Linked DNA regions of Mus musculus: region 2 is linked to region 1. A link is a contact called in public HiChIP or PLAC-seq data. All regions are on one chromosome and are shown on one strand. The core of a region is the stretch at or near the end of the contact, and the rest is flanking DNA. Distances in the headings are between cores, read along the strand shown. Region 1 has its middle 17 kb from the start of Ackr2. Region 2 holds the start of Zfp651 (zinc finger protein 651).

Region 1 (6,700 bases), core at 1,790-4,289:
TATAAAATACCTTGGTGTGACTCTAACTAAGGAAGTGAAAGATCTGTATGATAAGAACTTCAAGTCTCTGAAGAAAGAAATCAAAGATTTCAGAAGATGGAAAGATTTCCCATGCTCATGGATTGGCAGGATTAATATAGTAAAAATGGCTATCTTGCCAAAAGCAATCTACAGATTCAATGCAATCCCCATCAAAATTCCAACTCAATTCTTCAGCGAATTAGAAAGGGCAATTTGCAAATTCATCTGGAATAACAAAAAACCTAGGATAGCAAAACCTCTTCTCAATGATAAAAGAACCTCTGGTGGAATCACCATGCCTGACCTAAAGCTGTACTACAGAGCAATTGTGATAAAAACTGCATGGTACTGGTATAGTGACAGACAAGTAGACCAATGGAATAGAATTGAAGACCCAGAGATGAACCCACACACCTATGGTCACTTGATCTCGACAAGGGAGCTAAAATCATCCAGTGGAAAAAAGACAGCATTTTCAACAAATGGTGCTGGCACAACTGGCGGTTATCATGTAGAAGAATGTGAACTGATCCATTCTTATCTCCTTGTACAAAGGTCAAATCTAAGTGGATCAAGGAACTCCACATAAAACCAGAGACACTGAAACTTATAGAGGAGAAAGTGGGGGAAAGCCTCGAAGATATGGGCACAGGGGAAAAATTCCTGAATAGAACAGCAATGGCTTGTGCTGTAAGATTGAGAATCAACAAAAGGGACCTCATAAAATTGCAACGCTTCTGTAAGGCAAAAGACACTGTCAGTAAGACAAAAAGGCCACCAACAGATTGGGAAAGGATCTTTACCAATACTAAATCAGATAGGGGACTAATATCCAATATATATAAAGATCTCATGAAGGTAGACTCCAGAAAATCAAATAACCCCATTAAAAAATGGGGCTCAGAGCTAAACAAAGAATTCTCACCTGAGGAATACCGAATGGCTGAGAAGCACCTGAAAAAATGTTCAGCATCCTTAATCATCAGGAAAATGCAAATCAAAACAACCCTGAGATTCCACCTCACACCAGTCAGAATGGCTAAGATCAAAAATTCAGGTGACAGCAGATGCTGGCGAGGATGCGGAGAAAGAGGAACACTCCTCCATTGTTGCTGGGATTGCAAGCTTGTACAACCACTCTGGAAATCAGTCTAGTGGTTCCTCAGAAAACTGGACATAGTACTACTGGAGGATCCCGCAATACCTCTCCTGGGCATATATCCAGAAGATGTTCCATCTGGTAAGAAGGACACATGCTCCACTATGCCTTATTTATAATAGCCAGAAGCTGGAAAGAACCCAGATGCCCCTCAACAGAGGAATGGATACAGAAAATGTGGTACATTTACACAATGGAGTACTACTCAGCTATTAAAAACAATGAATTTATGAAATTCCTAGGCAAATGGATGGACCTGGAGGGTAATCATCCTGAGTGAGGTATCCCAATCACAAAAGAACTCACACAATATGTACTCAATGATAAGTGGATATTAGCCCAGAAACTTAGAATACCCAAGATACAATTTACAAAACACATGAAACTCAAGAAGAAGGAAGACCAAAGTTTGGACACTTTGCCCCTTCTTAGAATTGGGAACAAAACACCCATGGAAGGAGTTACAGAGACAAAGTTTGGAGCTGAGACGAAAGGATGGACCATCTAGAGACTGCCACACCTGGGGATCCATCCCATAATCAGCCTCCAAATGCTGACACCACTGCATACGACAGTAAGATTTTGCTGAAAGGACCCTGATATAGCTGTCTCTTGTGAGGCTATGCCGGTGCCTGACAAACACAGAAGTGGATGCTCACAGTGAGCTATTGGATGGAACACAGGGCCCCCAATGGAGGAGGGACTAATACCCAATATATATAAAGAACTCAAGAAGGTGGACTCCAGAAAATCCCAAGGAGCTGAAGAAGTCTGCAACCCTATAGGTGGAACAACAATATAGACTAACCAGTACCCCCAGAGCTTGTGTCTCTAGCTGCATATGTAGCAGAAGATGGCCTAGTCGGCCATCATTGGGAAGAGAGGCCCCTTGGTCTTGCAAACTTTATATGCCTCAGTACAGGGGAACGCCAGGGCCAAGAAGTGGGAGTGGATGGGTAGGGGAGTGGGGGGGGGGGTAATGGGGGACTTTTGGGATAGCATTTGAAATGTAAATGAAGAAAATACCTAATAAAAATAAAATAAAACCGAAAAAAGAAAAAGAAAAAAGAAGTCAAGTCACAAGGATGGGATAAGGCCTGTGGGAACATCCCAAGTGCAACCTCCAGGTTGTTTACCCACAAGAGGTTATGTGAGCATCAGGAGGCTGCCTTCAGTGCACAGCCACAGCCTCTCTTATTCATGGCTAACTGCTTGGAGATTGCTCAGGGTCTGTGGTTGATCTCATGGCTGAATGTTGGTTAGGACAGCAAGGCTGTGCCACGAAGGGTGGGGTCAGTGTTTACAAACGGCTGACAGGCTGCACAAACGGAAAAACGGGACTCACTTCCTGCCCGTGCAGCTCATTCAGAAATCCATCATGACTAAGGGACACTGCCCTTTCCAGACGGGGGCTCCTGGAAGGGAGAATTGTGTCTTGTTTTTCTGTGGTACTCTGAGTCCACAGTGGCCCATTGGATACACTGAAGCCTCAGGAAGTGTCTGGGACCTTGCTGATAAACATGAGTCCCACACTGTGTTCACTGTCTGTCGGATGATGGACCAGGTTTCCAGTGACACAGGGCAAGGGAAACAAGTTGGAGGTGACAGAGGGAATCTGGATCCACAGCTGGCATGCAAAAGGTCTGGGGACTTGGAAGCAGGATTACACCTCCTCGTCATTCCTTCATTTGGAATATGACCCCACAGTTTGTCAGCACTAAAGCTGAATTTCATATCCCGTCAACAGACATCACCCATGACTTCCTGGAAAATCTGTTTCCCAGAACTACTGGTGTATCTTGAATTTAGAACACTAGTAAACATACAAAGGGCTGGGAGATGTCTCAGTGGGTAAAGTGCTTTCTGAACAAGCGTGAGGACCTGAGTTCATACAAAGAGCTGGGTGTTGGGGGCCTGAGGGCTGCTTTAGCCGTTAAGAGCATTGGCTGCCCTTCCAAGATCCGAGACTCCCAGCATGCACACAATGGCTCACAACTGTCTGTAACTCTAGTTCCAGGGGATATGGTGCAGTTATACATGCAAGCATAAAAATTAAATTTTAAAATTAAAAAAAAAAAAAAAAAAAGATGAGTGGGTGGCACCCATCTGTAATTCTATTGCTGGAGAGAGACAGGCAGATCCCTGGAGTTTGCTGCCCTCTAGCCGAGCTGGTGAATGCCAGGTTCACCGTGGACACATGTGTACACCCACATACAAATACACATAGACACAACATACAGTGTACCACAGTTTCTTAAAGTTGTGGCGACTGAGCCAGATTCTTTTAGGATCCCTACAATTTCGACAGGCTCCCAGATTCAAACATTCCAGAGATTTGAGCCGGAACAAGGTCATGAAACCAAATGTTCCTGAAGACGAAGAGTTCTCTGTTTAAATCCGGATCACACTCCTGCTCAGACCAAGGCCCCCTGCAGAAGCCTGTTTAATTTCTTTAGGATTTTTATTTTTATATGTATGCATGTGCTTATGCACACGTGTTCACGTGCTCAGGTAACCACGGAAGCCAGAAACGAGCTTCCGCCCACCCCCGCCCCGCCCTCGCCCCAGCGGAAGCCACAGGGAGTCGTGAGCCACTTGACCTGGGTGTTAAGAGCTGAAGTCAAACCATCTGGAAGAACAGCAAGTGCGCCTAACAGCTGAGCCATCTCTCCAGCCCATCAGCCACTAGCAAGGAAGAGACCAGCGCCCTCTACTGGGAGCACGTCTAAGAATCTGTAACATCCTAATAGCATCCATTCACCAAGCGTTTGGGTTCCAGGGCCATTTTCATTTCCCCAAGGAAGTTTGCAGGCTCATTACCAGAGGCTGGGACATCTTGGGGGACACATGCCTATGCCCACATAATGGGCACACCTTAACTCAAAGTGCCTCCCTTCACGCCCCCACATCCTTCATGTTACACATTCCTTCTTGGCAGTGCAAGATTCCCTCTTCCTTGCTTACTGGGAGTCAGGGACAGCCTGACTACAGGGCAACTCTCCCTTCCACTGAGACCTAAAAGAAACCCACACTTTGCCTTGAGGGTCTGAACTCTCATTGGAGCTTCCACCACGTTCGTGGTGCTAAACTAATAAATCTCTTACTAGACAGGATAATCTGCCTTAGTGTCCCACCTCAACCCCAAACCGGAGACCTTTCACTCTGTGGCCCAAAACAGCCAACCAATACGCAATCTGTGGCAGGGAGGATTGCGTCTGAGGTAGTTTGGAAGTGAGAGAAAGTTTTATAGAGGTCACCACGTGAGGAGTTTGGGGAAGATGCTAAAGCCTGCCGCACTAGTCATCTTTGCAAAGGCCTGAAAGAGGGGAGACCTGTGGACGAGGCAGTTGCCAACAAACGACTGGGTAGTCTGAGTGGGCATTCCTGGGCTCTCTGTATGGTCAAGATCCACCCTGCAGGATCTCACTTCACCTCCTGCACCTAAGGTGACTCCTTTGGCATCTGCACACAGTGCCAGGAACCTTCTGAGTGGTTGTGCCTAGTGCACCACGGTGCCTCACAGTGCACTGCCTCTCTCTCTGCAGGCTGCAACTGCTCCAGGGCCTCGGTGCTCTCTGACGTACATCTAGGCTTGTCTTGTCCTATCCATTTGATGTGTTTGTAGTTTGTCAACTCCTCTAGAGCCGTGACTTACAAAGACATTACCAGAATTTTAGGATCAAAGCCTAGCTCTGGATGTCCCAGTAAGGTAGTTAGTTCAGCCTCCCAGCCCCAATAATGGCAATCGATCAAAGAGTCAAGTAATAGTGAAAAGCAGAGAAAAGTTTATTCAGTCTGTGGCTACACTGAGATGAGGAACAGTGAGGTGCAGGACACCCATGTCTGTATTCAGGGTCATGACATGAGGTTTAGAATGCGTGTGTGTGTTTCTGTGTGTGTGTGTCTGTGTATGTGTCTGTGTATCTGTGTGTGTCTGTCTGTGTCTGTCCTGTGTCTGTGTCTCTCTGTGTGGCTGTGTGTTTGTGTGTCTCTGTGTGTCTGTGTTGTGTATGTCTCTGTGTGTGTCTGTATGTCTATGTATGTGTCTGTATGTCTGTGTCTGTGTTGTGTCTGTATGTGTTCCTGTGTGTCTGTGTGTGTTGTGTCTGTATGTGTTTCTCTGTGTTTTTGTGTGTGTCTGTGTGAATATGTATCTCTGTGTTGTATCTGTGGATGTGTGTGTTTCTGTGTTTGTGTGTGTGCATATGTCTGGGTCTGTGTTGTGTCTGTGTGTCTTTGTGTGTGTCTGTGTCTGTAGGTGTTTCTCTCTGTGTATGTTTGTGTGTATATGTGGAAGCCAGAGTTAGATATCAGTTATCTTTCTCAGTTGCTCTCTACCTTACTCTCTGGTTCTCTCACTGATTCTGCTAGACTAGCTGGCCAGCAAGCCCAGGATCCTCCTGTGGGAAGCCACATGTGCCGTTGCAGAGTAGCGCTGGCTACTGCTGGCCACCACGCATAAGTTTGGACAAATAACCAATGTGTACATATGCAGTAAAGTTTTTTTGTCCAGTCACTGCCTGGCCCGACGCATATTAATCAGGTACTGGTAGCATAACCAATCAGGTATGGACACGTCACTCCTAGGCCTATATAAGCAGCACCATTTCTGGGCTCAGGGTCTTTCGCCTCTGCAATCAATGCTCTCCCAATAAACGTGTGCAGAAGGATCCTATTGTGGCGTCGTTCTTGCTGGCGAGTCGGGCGCGCAAGATCCTCCTGCCTCCACTTCCCTGCTCCGGGATTATGCCAACCACAAAGCCTCTGTCTTGATCACTGAGTGGTCCTTGTGACCTCAGGACCATACTTGAGTCTAGCAGACCTAAGGAGCTCCCAGAGGACTTGGGGGAGTGGCTACAGGCAAATAACACAGAAGCTGTCGTCTTGACCTCTTGTGTCCTATCCTGGCTGCAGAATACCCTGAGACATCTCTAAGACAGTGATTGTGGATGGTTACAGCCAGGTCCAGCTTTGAGCATGGGTGCTGGAGATCCAAACTCGGGCTCCTTACTGACTGAGGTAGTTCCTCAACCAGAGGCTTGGGCAAGAGATAATCCTAACTCTGCAGTCCTGGTAAAGGTATGCCCCTGCCCAGCACGTCTACACGAGTCTCTTCTGTAAGGTGATCTGACTAGTTGTCAGACCGTGTGAAATAATCTCTCTGGAGACAGGCTCCTCCTTGAGCTAGCACCAGCATGTCAAGTATTCCCTGCCCCCTGCATAGGATTTCCAGGAAATTTTTATCCTTTGGGCCATTGTTCAGTAGTCTAACAGCCAGAGGGAGGGACACAGTTGTACCTCTGCTCCTGCCAGGGTAGTTCCAGGGAGGTTCATGGTCAAAGAAAGCCAAAGACACTTCCATTTGGGTTCTTTCTTGAACTTCATCTTCACAGAGCCCGGATTTGCTACAGCATTTGTAAGGATTTAGGTGCCCAAAGGAACCCTAAACTAAAATGACTAATTATTAATACGAAAGCAGATCAAAGGGGCTAGAGAGTGGTTAAGAGCACTGACTGCTCT
Region 2 (6,700 bases), core at 1,755-4,254, 120 kb after region 1:
ATCGAGCGTCCAGCAGCTCCTGGCAGGAGGCCGCGATGTCAGCCATCTGCAGCAGCGAGGCCGCGCTGAGCACCTCGTGCACGTTGGCCGCGTTCACGAGCAGCTTGGACGTGTAGATGAAGTTGAGGATCTGCTGCAGGCCGCTGGGCGCGAGTGCCTCCAGAGATAGCTCGACCCGCTGCAGCTGCTTGTTCTGTGTGAAGAGCGAGTGGAAGAACTGGCTGTAGGCGGCCAGCACACCCTTGTGTGCGGGGAACACGCTATGCTGAGGCACCAGCACTAGGTCCACATCGCACAGGTCTGGCTGGAAGAGGCGCTGCTCATTGAGGCGGCCCATCAAGCAGGCGAAGTGCAGGGCCACGTCCTCCACCAGCGAGAACTCTGCCGCCGGGGAGTCTGTCGTCTTCTCAACCAGCAACTGTGGGGCCAAGAGACAGGAGAGGTGAGGGCCAACCACTGCCCACCCCTGCCCACAATGTGGGAGGTGCCACCACCAGAAATGATCTGATCCATCCATCAAGCTGGGGGAAGGACAGACGCACAGACGTGCGCACGGGCACGCAGGGCAGGGACAGCTGCTGCTAGGGCTACGATGTCCTGGGACCTGTGCCCAGGTAGCTGCTCTGGGCACTCCCTTCGCTCTTCCTCTGTGCACACACTAGGGGCCACCCCAGGATCCCTCTTCACTGTGCCCCAACTGGACTTCCAGCTATGCCTCAGTCCGTCCTGACCTTCCCACCATGCTGAGACAGGAGCCTGCCCAACTGTGAGCACGTGAACAGCAGAAGACACAGCTTCCGCTATTGCACCTAGGCTGTAGCATCCAGGGGCCGTTTCACTTGGACAGTGGCCAACAAAGGCCTTTAAGGGGCCACAGAAGACAGCAGGCTAAAGACAGCCAGGCCCACTCAAGCTACAGCAGCTTTTTGTACACAGGGTCCTGGGGGAAGACGGGCTGTTTTCTCTGTTTGCCACACTCCGGCACCCCAGCCCAGACGCAGAAGCTCCAGGCTGGTCCTGTCTTGGAGGTCGCACCTCCTGGAGAGCCCCCTAGGGACCTTAGTGACTGACAGATCAGACTGCCAGGCCTTTAGGCCCTGCCCCACTCCCAGAACAGTCCTGTTTAGTCGGGTGGTAGAGATGGGCCTGTCTTATCCCTCACATAGGGCCTGGGGCTCAGCAGACACTGGCCAGTCCGGCCCTACAACGGCTGGCTTTGGATGCTCCATGGGCTCTGCCTGTGGAGACGAAAGCTTCCAGTGTGTGAATGCCGATGCATCCCAATGGGGGACACAACCCCACCTTCCTTAGGGGTCCCAGGATGAAGCTGTCCCCTCTAAGTCCTCTCTCCTGTCAGCAGTGGGTGGGCCAGACAGAGAGCATGGACTCTGAGCTCCCTTGTCATTCTGCTAAAGGAGAAGCTGCGGGTGAGCCCCAAGGAGCTTCGAACCTGTGCCCTCGGCCAGCAGCCCAAGACATGCCCACTCTTTGCCCTCCGCTCCACCAACAGACGTTGCCTTCCTGAAGCTCCCTCCACCCCTCACACCCCCACCAGCCACCCATTCTTGAATCTATCCCAGAACTGCTGGGCCGTCCAGCAGGGACGTGGCACGGGGCCCCGCCCATCCCTCTCTGACTCACTCTGATTCATTTTCTGGGACCAATTCCTCTTTCTTAGAGAAACTGAGGCCCAGAGAGGCTTTACTCATGGAGCTGTGGCCATCCTGCCACTCCAGCACCCTTCCCTTCTGCCTGGTACACTTCAGACAGGCAGTTGGAGAGTCCTGGAAGTGAGGTGGGTGGAAGCATGAGGTGTGAGAACCACCTAAGCATCCAGACACAGTCACCACACCCTCTGGTCCTGCCTCCTTCCCAGTCATTGCACCTGCAGGTCCTGGTGTCTGTACTACTGGGGGGTGGACGGTGGCAGGGAAAGGCCCCCCCATGGCACCACTTATTCCAGGCTTGGGGTCCCCGTTTTTCCCTTTACAAAGCTTCCCCAGGGACCTCCTGCTTGGGCAGGGCCACTTGAGCCTGGCAGAAACCCAGGCATCCCTAAAGTCACATTGCAGCCTCCCCAGCCATGGACCAGAGATGCTGCCAGCCAGTGGCAGGGCCCCTTCCGGATCAGTGCCCACCAGCTGTGTAGCCTCTGGCCAGATGCTTCCGGCTCCTTGAAGCTGAGGAGGCTTCTCAACACCTGGGTACACCAGCTGCATCGCAGCCCTCCCCCAGAGGGACACCTGCAGAGGCCACCAAGCTTTTGCCTCCCAAAGGCCATCTGGTGAAACCCCGGCGGCAGGGGTACAGGCTCATGACTTCTGGATGCTTTCTTTGGAGAGGCCTGGGAAACAGGCTCAGAGACGGCAGGGGACCGGCCCAAGGTCACACAGGAGTTTCCACTCCAGCTGTGGGCGCCCCCCGCCTATGGAGCGATCCATCCTAGTCTCCGGCAGAGCGGCTGCAGCGCCCACGTGGCCCAAGGCCCGGGCGGGAATCCGACTCCCCCTTTTCCCCCCATTACCAGCCCCGGGGCGGCGCCGTCCGGACGCAGAGAAGCTCCCCCCTCCGCCCGTGCGCAGCAAGACCTCGGCCTTTCGCGTTTGCACCCCCCACCCCAGGAATTTCACCCCTGAGCCGCGCCGCCGCGCCGCACTCTGGGCCCTGCACACCGGACAGATAGGGTCGAGGACCCCGGGGGAGGGGCCAGGTCTTCCAGACCCTGCACCGGGTCCCAAGGGGCCGTGCGCTCTGAAAGGAGGCGCTCGCAGGTGGGCGGATAAGCGGGGGGACAGGCAGGGCCCTGCGTACCATGGTGCCGCGGCGCTGGGAGCTCACAGGGCCCCGCAGGATCGCGCTGCCCCCGAGGGCCGGGCCCGGGCCGCTCCATGAAGCGCCGCGCTGGGGGCCGCCCCTGCGCAGGGCCCCGCGACCATGGCCCCGGGGGCGCGGCCGGCCGGGCGGGCGGAGGCGCAGGGCCGCGGCAAGTCCCGGCCGAGCAGCTGCGGCCCGGGAGCCTCGGGCGCGGCGGGCGGGGGGCGCGGGGCGCCGATTGGAGCCCGCGCGTCAGCTGGGGCCGCCGTCTGGACGCTTAAAGGGCCAGGCCGCCCTGCGTGCTGGCTGGGGGCGCGGACGCGCGCCGTCTCGATGCAGCTGCCCTCGGGAGAGCCTCGGGGTCCCCGGACCGACCCGGCTGGTGACGTGGGAGCGTTTGGACCGCTCGATCCCACCCTCCCGCGCGAAGTCCCTCTCTGCCCTTCTTTGCTGGGAAGTTCGTCCGGGAGTCTAACCCGGGTGTCCTCCCGCTGCTCTGCATGGGCGGGGCCAGGGTAGGCGTGAGGTCGCTGAGCAGAGCGCGCCGCCCCCCGACCCACCTGCTCCCCTGAGCCAGGCGACTCTGATGGACCCGTACCCCAGCCGCGCTCATCTCCCGCCCCCTGTGACTCCGGCTGCTCCGACTTGGGGGTGAGTCTGGGGTCTGTAGCTGCTCCGGCCTCCCACGCGTTTTGCTCTGAGTCTCCCGAACCTACCTGGGGGCCTCTGGCTGCAGAACCTCCGAGCAACCGCCGCAACGACGGAAGCCTTTCAGATGACCTACCTGGAACAGCCGGGTGGGGGCCAGAGGCCCAGGCCCGGCCGAGGGGCCCTCCGCGCAGCCTCGGCGCTGGGAAGATGCAGCTCGGCTTGCGGAACGCTGCTCTGGCACCGGCTCCGTGGGGGCAGGGGGCTGGCTGTGCTGGCAGGAGGCTGCGAAGGAACGCTGCCAGGCCGAGCGACAGCAGGGCGGGACTACGGACTACCACCGTGGTCTCTCCTTCGGACGCCCCGCACCCCTACCCACTGTTCAGCCTAGTCACTCTCCCAACACTGCTCCAGCCGGGCCATTCCACTCCAGCCATAGCAGTCTCCTTGGGTGTGCGCCTTCCTCATGGTGTGCTGTAGCTCTTTCTCTGGAGCCAAGCAGGTGTCATCAAATAGTCGAAGGTCTGTCCCCTCAGAATGCAAGGATCTCTCACTGGACATGGGCTGACTACCCCTGAGCAAGGAAGCTGAGTAGGTGAAGAAAGGTAGGGACAGTGAGGAGAGCCCCTTCCTTCACATGCGCAGGGCATGCCCCTACCTGGGTTCCCGAATCTGAGGCTCTAGGCTGAAGCTGTGAACCTGTCAATTACCGATGATGTCTCCTACACTTCCCAAAACCCAAGTTTCTCGTCTGACCCAGTTGATTGCTGCACTGACCTGGGAGGTGGGAAGGGCAGGGCTGTCTACCTACTGGGTGGACAAGGAGAGTCCCGCAGAGAGAGAAAACATGTAGACGCTGTGCTGGGAGGTTGGAAGAAGCTGGTACTGGCCTTGGCTAAGGTAAAGGAGTGACACCCCTACCCCACCCCCTGCTGTCTCATTTGGGTTCTCTGAACTCCGACTGAGGGCAAGAGGGCACACTGGGCTTGTCACTGGCAACAGCTGCAAAAGCCAGAAGCCCCGTTGTGTTCATGGCTGCAGAACTGAGTGGTCTGGACATGGGGTACAGCCAACTGGAGGGACAAGATGGGAGCAGAGGAAGGATTCTAGGCCACAACCTCAAGTTCTGTTGGTTGGTTTAGGGGCCAGAGCACTCATTACCATGATAGAGGTGGGTGCTTTAGACCCCTAAAGCTGAGTGACTCCAGGCCAAACTTCACTTTGGAGAACAAGGAGACAACCCCAGACTGCTTGGGGTTCCTGCACTTGGCTGGGGAAACTACGCTCACCAGGTAACAGAAATGCAAGTTAGGCAGTCCAAAAAGTGGGTGGTGCAGGCTGGAAGGGGAGGGTGTACAGTACGTGGCCTCCATCTCCCTCAGTTTTGGCTGCTGAGTCCAGCACTAATGGGCCACAGCTGCACAAGGGTGGGAGCCTAATGCAAACCAGCAGGTTCCCTTTCCCACACCAAGTCCAGGGCCTTACAGGAGAGCCTCCCTGTTAACTTCCAAAAGGCTCCCAGAGACCCTAGTCCTCCACAACCTTGGGCCGTGGTACTTCTTGCGGAAGCCCCCATCCCTTTAACTCAGATGTGACCAGCAGCAGTGTCAAGGCCTACGTCCATCACTGCTGTGCAGAGACCATCGGGTCCTACATGTCTGCCCAGTAGTGGGGGTTCTAGAGGTCTTCTGAGCCCTAAGTGTTTCCAGACATAGTCTTCAGGGAGGCAGACTCCTCTTAAAGTTAGGGCAGAGACAATGGTCCTCAGAATCTGCATGTGGGCAGCAGGGATCAGGGTTAGGGCTCAGTGGACATAGGTGTAGTTCTGGCCCTTTTAAAACCCACATTCTGCCTTGGTATCTCCCAGGTGCCTCAGCCTCAGGAGTTTGGTCTTACTGCTTGTATGAGGTTTGGTATTGAAGAAGACAACACCGGGCTGCTGTAAACCACAGGGAGGAAGCAGCTATGGCAAGAGGCCCAGGCCTCAGAATGCAGCCTGTGCTGTGGTGTACTGATTCCTGAATGCAGAGCTCTAACTCCTCCCTCGAGGTGCCCGAGAGACTACAGCAACCAGTAATCTGTCTCAGCTAGACATTCTGACCTGTCTTTTTAACAAGTTATGGGTATTTTGCCTGTGCCACCACGCCCGGCTTTTAATTAATTAATTAATTAATATTTTTTTTTTTTTTTTTTTTTTTTTGGTTTTTCGAGACAGGGTTTCTCTGTATAGCCCTGGCTGTCCTGCCACCACACCACAAGAGTAAAGAGTCTTACTATGCAGTTCTGTCTGGCCTTGAACTCAAGAGATCCACCCTCTTCTGCTGGGGTTAAAGATGTGCACTACCCTACCACACCTGGCATTTTCTTTAAATAAAAAATAAAACACCCACATTCGACAATTTTCAGTTTCCCAAGTTGGGGAAACACTGTTTAGCAAACCCAGTTCTCTGCAAACAAGCTAGCAGGTTCACTCTGCTTAGCCAGCAGGTCCTCACCTGTATGTTCAAATGTCACATGGTCTGTCTTAGGAGGTGAGTGATGATGGGTGCCACAGTCAGATGACTTGCAGAGGACAGCGGGAGGAGACCTGGAGTTGCATCCCACCAGAGGGTATGTTTCTGCCAGGCTCTCCCAGGTCACTCCTGCACCCCAGTAACCTGCCAATGGACAAGTCTCTTCGCTTGGCTGTATCAGAAACTGACTGGAGTTTGAGCAAAGAAAGACCAAGCAGGCAGGCTCAAACTCAGCATGTATTTTCATTTCTACAAGATCCTTTTCAAGTTGTAGAGAAATTTCATAGAAGTATATACAAATTAGACATTGCTAGTATGTACAAAAGTATTTTCTACATTTTTGAACAATATCAACTATGCCACTTGCAGTAAACAGGATGTTACAAAATCATCCAATAAAGAAAGCATTTTCTATTAAGCACATTACACAACATAATTCAATTTTATTAAAAAAATAACTTCAAAATACAGAATGATCGTGGATAAGAAGAAAAGCCATTTCTGTATTCAGTCGAGTATAAACAGCAAGGTTGACATTACTGAACATGAGTGCCTGCTGGTACAGGTTAAGCCCTGTCCATGCAGCAGTAGGTGGTAGGTGGATGCCCTTCCTCTTGCTATGCTAATCCCCAGAACCCGACAATGTCTGTAATTCCTCTGGCCACGGGACTTCGAGTAGAGATTTATCTCTGGAGTCTGATCTACTTACATGGACCCTTAAAGCA

Evidence for each region. HiChIP or PLAC-seq counts read pairs in DNA pulled down with a chosen protein or histone mark.
Region 2: a contact with region 1 is called in an H3K27ac HiChIP or PLAC-seq map of microglia, with 6 times the contacts expected there. The contact joins the promoter of Zfp651 here to the enhancer-like site in region 1. A contact is called at or near these places in 1 of 39 promoter capture datasets (hippocampal neurons), 2 of 484 Hi-C or Micro-C datasets (pancreatic cancer cells and uterus), 2 of 115 datasets of contacts at active chromatin or transcription factors (embryonic stem cells and microglia) and 3 of 9 other capture datasets (adipose tissue, liver and pancreatic islet).

What each region holds. Positions count from the first base shown.
Region 1 is chr9:121,878,125-121,884,824 of GRCm38.p6, reverse strand. No RefSeq gene overlaps it. Among named protein-coding and RNA genes, the nearest start is that of Ackr2, 17 kb to the left of the region's middle. Within about 2 kb of position 3,039, at least 96 of the 459 cell types and tissues checked have an H3K27ac peak or open chromatin away from gene starts, as enhancers often do. A contact at or near this core is called in adipose tissue, hippocampal neurons, liver and 1 more, where this site is marked.
Region 2 is chr9:121,756,337-121,763,036 of GRCm38.p6, reverse strand. It overlaps Zfp651 (zinc finger protein 651), which reads right to left and starts at 3,004. Exons shown (of 6, transcript NM_001166644.1): 1 at 2,812-3,004; 2 at 1-418. The coding sequence starts at 2,814. E530011L22Rik (RIKEN cDNA E530011L22 gene) reads left to right here and starts at 3,094. Exons shown (of 1, transcript NR_033503.1): 1 at 3,094-6,397. It overlaps Nktr (natural killer tumor recognition sequence), which reads right to left. Exons shown (of 17, transcript NM_010918.2): 17 at 6,196-6,700.